2 separate regions of the Rattus norvegicus genome follow, and region 1 is linked to region 2. The links are chromatin contacts, called in public Hi-C maps. All regions are on one chromosome and are shown on one strand. Each heading gives the region's core, a stretch centred on a gene start, on an enhancer-like site or on the middle of the called end of the contact. The rest is flanking DNA. Distances are from core to core; before and after follow the strand shown.

Region 1 (4,705 bases), core at 406-2,905, 61 kb after region 2:
TGCTGTCTCACCGGTGTTTTAATAATCCCATCTCCCGCAGATCAGGATTCTTCAAGGAGACTCAGGAGCCTGTGGCACCTCAGCCCTCCATCACACTTTGTCCTTCACAAGGTTGACCTCCACATGCCCCACACATCCTCCTTGGCCACTCTGAGAACCTCAGTGTGCTGCTTCCTTGTCAGCACTTGGGATTGTCAAGACTTTAGCTTTCCAGAGAACCTCGGTGTGCTGCTTCCTTGTCAACACTTGGGGTTGTCAGGACTTCAGCTTTTCGTTTTACACAGCTAACAGCTAACGGGGCTATCTCCCTGCTGTTTTAGCCTGTATTCCCCCAAGGACTATTGTTAGTCACCACTCCGAGCTCTGATCTGCACGTGAACCATCTTCCTTAGTGAAATGCGTGTTCATAACCTCCTACCTTTGCCTTGTTGCTCACTCCTCAGCACAGAATTAGAGACGTCTTTGCACATGATGCACAGAAATCAGAATAGCAGGTCTGTGGGTTTGTGCATTTGCTTCAGGTCCATCGCCTGTTGAAGTGGAAACTTAAGGGTTCTTTGGGGCAAACACACGAAGTGACGTTTAACTGAGGTGGATACAGGTGAAAGACTAAGGCAGACTCATGAAGGAACATTTAGCTGAAGAAGACACAGGAGAAAGGATGTTCTGCTAAAGCACGCATGTGAAAGGACACAGATGAAAGATTCTTTTCTAAGAACACACATGTATCAGTCCGCCTTACTTTGTGTAGTTGAGCTGCATTTGTCTGGACTCCATAGAGAGAAAAATCACCAGAAAACTTCTAGTAGGTGTGCTGCAGTTTCTTACCACTTCTGCAGACTTGACCTGATGGGCAGAGTGATGTCAGCTGAGGCAAGGCCCGTGGAGGACGTGTGATGTTTGGAGGGTATAAATAGGACTCAACAGATAGTGACAGGGACTAAGCTAGGCTTGCTTAGAGAGCTAGCTATGCAACAATAGTGGGTCTCATGTCTTCACTGATCTTCCTTCTCTGAGAGAGGCACAGCTGAGAGCTTCTCTTGGCGTTCCTCCCGGTCCCCCCTGCTGACTCAAGCTGAGGCTGAGGCCTGACTGTCCCTGCTAGATCATGCCACTGCTGCTGATCCAGTATTTCCGTGAGGTGGACCAAACTGCCTCTGATAACCTGTGAAACGAGCTGCCGATTTCCAGACAACACACATGGGAGTTGCTCCAAAGAACCTTTCTAAACAGGTCCACTTCCCCTGTGTTCCTTCTTTTTCACTACCTCTGGTGGGTGGTGGGCTATAAGGGAGGTTAAAGCGTTTAAGAGCCGCCATTAAAAACAGGTTTTGAAAAAAAATTAAAGTTACAGCCTGCCTTCCTTTTCTTCTTGGAAGGCGAGCAACTGAGTCTTGGAGTCCTACCTCCTTTTTTCCTTCCATGAACTATGACTTTACGTTTAGGTAGAGCTAAGAATTTTCCTTCTAAACTAAGATTTTTTTTTCTTTAGCTTTCCTGTTAGCTCTGGGAGGTAGCTGCAGTCTGGCGCTTGGCTAACGTGTGAGCTCTGACTTCCGGTGCTGGCGCTGAAATGGTAGATAGAAGATCAGGCAGCTGTGTTGGTGTTAGCCTGTCAGGAGGCTGAGGTAAGCGGACTGAGTGAGCCAAGCCTGGCTTCATAGTAAGATTTGTCGTTACAAAACAACTCTGCTGTGTGTGCAAGGGTCAAGCTTCAGGCCTGCGCTGGGCACACGGACTTGGTCTTGAATACAGAAACAAAGCAAAGGAGCCTCCCTCTTAAGCTTCTAAAACGTAGTTTTTTGTTGTGCATTTAGATCCATGGTTCAATGCGAGTCACGTCGCACACGGTCAGCATGCAAGATGGCTCAGCAGGTAACACCACGTGCCACCAAGCCTGAGGACCCGAGTTCCACCTCCAGGAGCCACGTGGTGAAAGAAAGTTCTAAGACCCACAAGTTGTCCTCTGACCTCCACAAGTGCACTGTGGCACGTGAATGAGTCCTGTCTCCACGCCTGCCTCTACCGAAAAGATTAAATTCAAAAATAAAGATGTAAATACAGAAATTCACTCTATACAAGTATGGGTCAAAGTTCATCTTCAGACAGGAGGCCTTGTTCTAGAGCCCCTTGCTGCAGGGCCTGATCCCTGCCCTCCCCGTCCTTGTTCTACTGAAAGTCAATGCGTGGCTCTAACTCTGAACTCGCAGCTTCCTTTTGACCCACATCTGTTTATCTCACCAATACCACACAAGCACTGCTGCTTTTGCTGGAAATTAGGAGGAGGGAGTCCTTCCACGCTGCCCTTTTTCAAGATTGCCTGGCTTGGTTCTTTTCTATAGAAAGTTTAGATCGGTTTTTTGGCTTGCTTCTTTAAAATTATGCACACACATACATATATGTGCATGCATGTTCACATACATACACACTTATGCACACATACATCTCTTTCTCTCTGTCACACACACACACATTTCTCCCTCACATACACATACATACACACACATGCACATACACATCTCTCTCAAACATGCAAACACATACAGAAACACACGTGCACATATCTGTCTCTCACACACATACATATTCAAACATGCATACATGTACCTCTCACACATACATGCACGTGTGCGCACACATATACACTCATGTGTGTACACATATGTGTACATGTACATATGCATGCACACATCTCACACACATATGCACACTCATGTCTAACATACATAGACATCTCTCTCTCTCTCTCTCTCTCTCTCTCTCATAGACACTCATAAGTGTGGGTGCCTTCAGAACCCAGAGACCATCAGTTCCCCTGGAACTAGAGTTACAGGTGGTTGTGAGTCATCCAGTATGAGATCCGGACCCTGAACCCTGATCTTCTATAAGAGCAGTAAATACTCCCCACCACTGAGCCATCTTTCCAGCCCCTGATGTTGCCTTTTGAAGGTTAACTACTGAATGTACACAGCACCTTCTGCTCATGCATTCTCTTGATGGACATGTGAGTTGCTTCTGCCTCTTGGCTGTTGTGAATATATAAACATTAAACAATGATCGTGAGTACACAAGTATTTGTCTGAGTGTCTGCTGCAATGTTTTGGAGATGTTGTGGGGCTTGAACCCACAGCCCCACATGTGACAGTGAGCTCTGCCCCATCTCAACCATACCTGTTTTGAAGAACAGACACACCTTGCTCCAGACAACTATGTCACCTCCCTTCCCATCAGCAGCGGGATATGAGTTCCAGTTTATTCACATATTCACCAGTACTTGGAGGAGGAGGAGGAGGAGGAGGAGGAGGAGGAGGAGGAGGAGGAGGAGGAAGAGGAGGAAGAGGAGGAGGAGGGAGGAGGAGGAAGAAGCAGAAGCAGAAGAAGCAGAAGCAGGAGAAGGAGAAGGAGAAGGAGGAGGTGGAGGAAGAGGAGGAGGAGGAGGAGGAGGAGGAGGAGGAGGAGGAGAAGAAGAAGAAGAAGAAGAAGAAGAAGAAGAAGAAGAAGAAGAAGAAGAAGAAGAAGAAGAAGAAGAAGAAGAAGAAGTTCTCCCAGTGAGTGTGAGTGGAATCGTACCTTGTTATGGTTTGGCTTTCATTTCTCTGATCAGTTGGGTTGTAGGTGAGCATTGTATTAGTTGCTTTGCTCTCTGCTGCAACCAAATGTCTGACAAGATTTCACCTAAGGGAGTGTTGCCTTTGGCTCCTAGTCTGGGAAACACAATGTGCTGTGGTAGGTAGACACCGTGCCAGAAGCAGGGGGTGGCAGGTCATATTGCCTCTGGAGTCAGAGAGCAGAGAGCAGAAAGAAAGCCAGACCAGACTACTGACGCTCAGGTTTGACCCCAGTGACACACTTCCTCCAGTGAGGCTCCACCTGCTAAAGGTTCCACAACCTTTCCACACCAACATCACCAGCCATGGGCAGTGCTCAACACACAGCACTTCTTATACTGTGGACCAATGGGAAATTGCCAATGTTCAAATGGGAGGAGATATTGAATACCCTGTGTCGTGCATATGCTTTGAAAATGATATGATATGAGGCAGAGGTAAGTTCCTACATCCTCAGAGGAAGAGCCCATATTGTTATGGGAAGCACATTGTGGAATGTGATCCACGATGCCAGTCATATAAACAAACAAGAACAGCACACAGCATGTCCACGTGTATCATCCATCAAGGAGATCAGCAGGAGTCCGTGTGAACTGAGGGAGTGAGCAGGAAAGGGCCCAGAGCCAATGCTGTACGGGATCCAGGGGATTCTTGCTTTATCCATGATGTCTCCATAAAGGTGGCCTGCAAGAGCACAGTGCTTCTGCCACACAGACTGACAAGAATCTCTCCCAGCCAGGCATGGCAACTCATGTTTGTAATCCCAGCACTTGGGAGGTGGAGCTGGGAAGTTCAGGGAAGCCTGGGCCATAGGCTTTTCTGTCTCTGAAAAGAAATCTCTTGGGGCTGGCGAAATGGTTTCCCATTCAGAGCACTGTCTGCTGCTCCAGGGGTCCTGAGTTCAAATCCCAGCAACCACATGGTGGCTCGCAGCTATCGGTAACAGAATCTGATGGCCTCTTCTGGTGTGCAGCACACATATAGATAGATCAAGCATTATACAGAAATAAGTAGTAGTAACAGCGATTATCACGATGATGATGATGAAGGTGGTGATGATGAAGAGGAAGAAGAAGAGGAAGAAGAACAAGGGGAGG
Region 2 (4,283 bases), core at 1,193-3,692:
GCTCAAAAAGTCCTGGGCCCTGAGGCTCATGACCCTTTACAATCACCTGTACCTGTCTCCCCCGAGTCTGTGGATCGAGAGCTTTTCTCCTGCACGCTCTTTTGCTTGTATGCAGCCCAGACAGGGAAGGACTTGCAGTGCTCCTCTGTCAACTGGCTTCTTTCCATCACCAGTCTTTAAGTTTGTCGTGGGGCATGCACATACACGTGTGTGGGCGGTGTCTTCAGAGACTAGAAAAGGTGGTCAGGTCCCCCGGAGCTGTGAGTGATTGACGGGAGTATTGGAAATCGAACTCCAGTCCTCTTTGAGAGCAGCAAGCACTTCCCCCCCCCCCCCCCCAGAGCTGGGGACCGAACCCAGGGCCTTGCGGTTGCTAGGCAAGCGCTCTACCACTGAGCTAAATCCCCAACCCCAGCAGCAAGCATTCTTAAGGGCTGAGCCCCCTCATATGTCAATCCTGATGCATTTGCCACAGTCTGCCTACCCCAAAAGGACTTAGATTCATGCTTATAACGTAAGCACCTTTTCTTCTCTTGGGCCCTAAATACCAGGCAATTAATAAAGTGCAGTTGTCTTGTTTAAGCAAACAATAACACCAGAGAAGCCATTTTGCCCAGGATGACATTGGGGGAAAAGAATCTGATGATTTTCACTCTGCAGTCACTCTGCTGAAGGTTTTGAAACAGGTGATAGCTACCTTTTAGCTTTGCTCTCTTTGGATCAGGAGTTGATTGATGCCCACGGCTTGCCTAATCCATTCACCTGCGGCTTTGTGGCCAGGTTCCTGATGCTGGTTCACCTAACCAGAGTCTTACAGCCCACACTTCCGTTCCGGCTCCCTTTTAACTAAACAGTGAGGTGTAGATGAGGGTCGCTGGCTGAAATATTAGTATTCGAAAGCTTTTTTTTAAGTTTTTATTTTATGTGAGTCCACTGTCGCTGTCTTCAGACACACCAGAAGAGGGCATCGGATCTCTTTACAGATGGTTGTGAGCCACCATGTGGGTGCTGGGAATTGAACTCAGGACCTCTGGAAGAGCAGTCAGCGCTCTTAACCGCTGAGCCATCTCTCCAGCCGGAGTTTTAAAGTTTTAAGCTACTTCTTCGAGAATCTATTCCTCTCCCATTTCTCTAACCGCCTCCCTGTTCCATCAAACTTTGATCTTAAAGAGTTCGGGCCACAACAAAGAAATGGAGCTAGTTTAATGCACAGACGTTCAGAACTTAGACCATAAACTTCTGCCACACAAGCTCAATCATAAAAGCTTAGCATGTGGGGGGCAGGAGCTCAGTTGCAGCTGGTGGGGTCTAACGGTTACACCCACTCTGGGGAGCCATGTGATATGACCGACTACAGTCAGCTAGAAACCTGCACTGTGACATAAAAATTCCTCTTCAAGGCCTTTAATTCCAGCCCTCGGGAGGCAGAGGCAGGTGGATCTTTGGGAGTTCCGGGCCTGCCTGATCTACAAAGCTAGCCCAGGAAACCCTGTCTCAAATAAATAAATAAATAAATAAATAAATAAATAAATAAATAAATAAATAAATAAATAAATCCAAAGGCGCACCTACAAATGCACACATCTGTGCACCAAAATTGATGTGCAAGGGGTTGGGGATTTAGCTCAGTGGTAGAGCGCTTGCCTAGCAAGCACAAGGCCCTGGGTTCGGTCCTCAGCTCCAGAAAAAAAAAAATTGATGTGCAAAAGTATTTGAAGCAGCAATGCATGTATTTGGAGCACTGCTTACCCACAGTACATATATAGATAAAGAGTGTAGTGAAGGGACCGGAGAGATGCCTCAGCGGCTAAGAGCACAGGCTGCTCTTCCAGAGGTCCTGAGTTCAAATCCCAGCAACCACATGGTGGCTCACAACCATCTGTAATGGGATCCGATGCCCTGTTCTGGTGTGTCTGAAGACAGCGACAGTGTACACATATACATGAAAAATAAATAAGTAAATATCTTTTAAAAAAGAGTGTAGTGGAGTACAAAATGGTCATGAATATTAATGAATCATAGTTAATAAAGTAGTATCAGAGTCTCACTAATTGAGTCAAAGAAGCTGAGTTGTTGTTTTTTTTTTTTTTTAAGGGAATATCAAGTGTTTCTATAGTCGCGGTTCAAAAAGGGGAGAAACCACACCATGTAGAACTTTAAAAATTAAAAAGATGTTCCTACCACACTGCCAGATGTGAAACGAAAGGAAAACAGTTGGGACTACTAAAGCGTCATGTAAGTGTGAAGACAAGGCCACTGTTGTGGTAGACTGAGGCAGGTTCTGCTAGTATTGGAAAAACCGCCAAGGAGACTCCAGCTCCTGGGACAGGAGGAGGCGGCGCTGCAGGTCACAACAGAAAGCTTGGATGACAGGGGGAACCTAGCTTGTCTTCCCTCCCGCTTCTAGAGCTGTTGTTCCCCACCACGGACACCTGGTGGCGCTGAGGCAGGGGAATGGGCTGGTGCTGGCGGAGAAAGACGTGTGCGTGTAGCCAATAGCTTGAGTTGACTGGAGCTGGTTGTTTACGTGAAGCTCAAATGAAAAATGAAGAGCGGGGATAAAGGATACCCTGGCAAAGGGAGAGGCAGCGGCTGTGGCAGGAGCCGGCTGTCAGGAATAGTACGGGCGGTGGGCCGAGGATGTGTGAACAGAGCCGTGATAGCATGGCGGCTCTGCTGTCTGACCCAGCTAGCGCACGGGATCCTCAAGTAAACACCAGAGAGGGATGGATGGCCCCTCTCCCCACCTCCTCAGGCCCCCAAAGAAGCGCAGCCCAGGGGCTGAAGACGGACGGTCTCTGTGAATACGTTATCTGAGGGTCAGCATCCGGTGGCTGGGGGTTAAGTAGCCTCCCCACTCCCCACCCTTGGCGCTAGTGCCTGGAGGAAAACCAGAGGGTGACGCAGGGCCAAATCACCTGATTGTAAATCCAGCCTCTGGTGTCTCTAGGAAAGCCCCTGGTTGGACACTGACAAGGAGCCTGGAGCCAAGCGGCAGGGCGCAGCACTTCTTGAGACCTTTGCCCTACTTGTAATGACCTGGTTGGCAGCCGATGAGGTAGCCTGGCCATTTGGGGACCTGTTCGCTCAGTTCTCACGCTTGAACTTGAACACGCACTCGACACTCACCAGACGGCCTTTTCTAGAGCTCCCCATGCTTTCGCCGGGCTATTTTTAAACTGCTCCTGAAAAATCCCCAAACTGAAGCAGCAGGTCCCTGGCTGTTGCTCACCTCCCCACAGGCCCTGAGAAGCCGCTCCCACCTCTCACACAGTTATAGCGCCCTGTTCAGGACAGAAAGACGCAGCTCCTGAAGGTATTTGTCGCCAAGTCACCAAGTCGCCAAGGCCAGAGTTCAATCTCCAGGCCCTATGTAATAGGAAGAACTAACACCCAAAATTTATTCTCTGACCTACTCTCCAACACACGGACACACACACACACACACACACACACTAAATGAATAACGAAGTAAAAATTATTATAGCATTTTATTAATTCTTTGACAATTTCACACATATATAAAATGTATTTTATCATATTCACCCCCTTATGTAACTATGTAAATTCCTTACTTAACTATATGAAAAATTAACTCAAATCAAAGACCTAAGACTTTGACTATTAGAAGGAAAAAAAAAGCACAAAACTTTCATGGCACTGGATTTATCAATGGTTCTTACGTTAGTTACAGGAAACAAAGGACACATGACATTTAACAATCTAGAGGCAGGAAAATGGCTTGGTAAATGGAGGTGCTTGGGATGCAAGCATGACAGCCAGAGCACAATCCTTGGTACCCACATAAAAGTAGGGGAAAGAGTCCACAAAGCTGTCCCGTGACCTCGCACACACCCTCCCATTTCATAAGTACCATGCCATTTAGCACAATGTTTGACAGCTATCGGTATCCAGTGGTGGTCCTTTCAGGGAAACATAAGGGAAATGTAAGTCAGACCTTTGGCCTTTTGTTACTGGTGGTCCTGGTCATTGAGCCCAGGTCTTCACCTCTGCTAAGCAGACCATTGAGTGGCTTCCCGGGCCAGCCCTTGTTTTTAATGGGCCCAGCCCAAGCTCTGGGTTGCAGTGTTGGTTACATGGGCAGCGCTGCGGGATTTACACAGGCATAGTCCAATAGTTGGCAGGCTCACCAGCGACAGAGACTTACATTACAGCCCTTTGGATGCGACCTTACCAGAGCAGTCAGGAATACCATCACCCAACCTGTGCCAACTCAGTTTCTCAGTGCTGTGCTGTAGGGTGCCCTGAGCTGGCGTACGTCA

Evidence for each region. A called contact is a pair of places that touch in the nucleus more often than the background predicts.
Region 1: a contact with region 2 is called in a Hi-C map of liver, with 3 times the contacts expected there. The contact joins two enhancer-like sites. A contact is called at or near these places in 11 of 12 Hi-C or Micro-C datasets (the A7r5 cell line, the Rat2 cell line, Schwann cells and 6 more) and 1 of 1 datasets of contacts at active chromatin or transcription factors (oligodendrocytes).

The regions. Positions count from the first base shown.
Region 1 is chr18:63,151,841-63,156,545 of GRCr8, forward strand. LOC134483046 (a long non-coding RNA gene) reads left to right here. Exons shown (of 3, transcript XR_010059876.1): 2 at 1,493-1,628; 3 at 1,818-2,076. Among named protein-coding and RNA genes, the nearest start is that of Cidea, 11 kb to the right of the region's middle. Within about 2 kb of position 1,656, at least 8 of the 93 cell types and tissues checked have an H3K27ac peak or open chromatin away from gene starts, as enhancers often do. A contact at or near this core is called in hepatocytes, kidney and liver, where this site is marked.
Region 2 is chr18:63,089,884-63,094,166 of GRCr8, forward strand. No RefSeq gene overlaps it. Among named protein-coding and RNA genes, the nearest start is that of Impa2, 12 kb to the right of the region's middle. Within about 2 kb of position 2,443, at least 31 of the 93 cell types and tissues checked have an H3K27ac peak or open chromatin away from gene starts, as enhancers often do. A contact at or near this core is called in hepatocytes, kidney and liver, where this site is marked.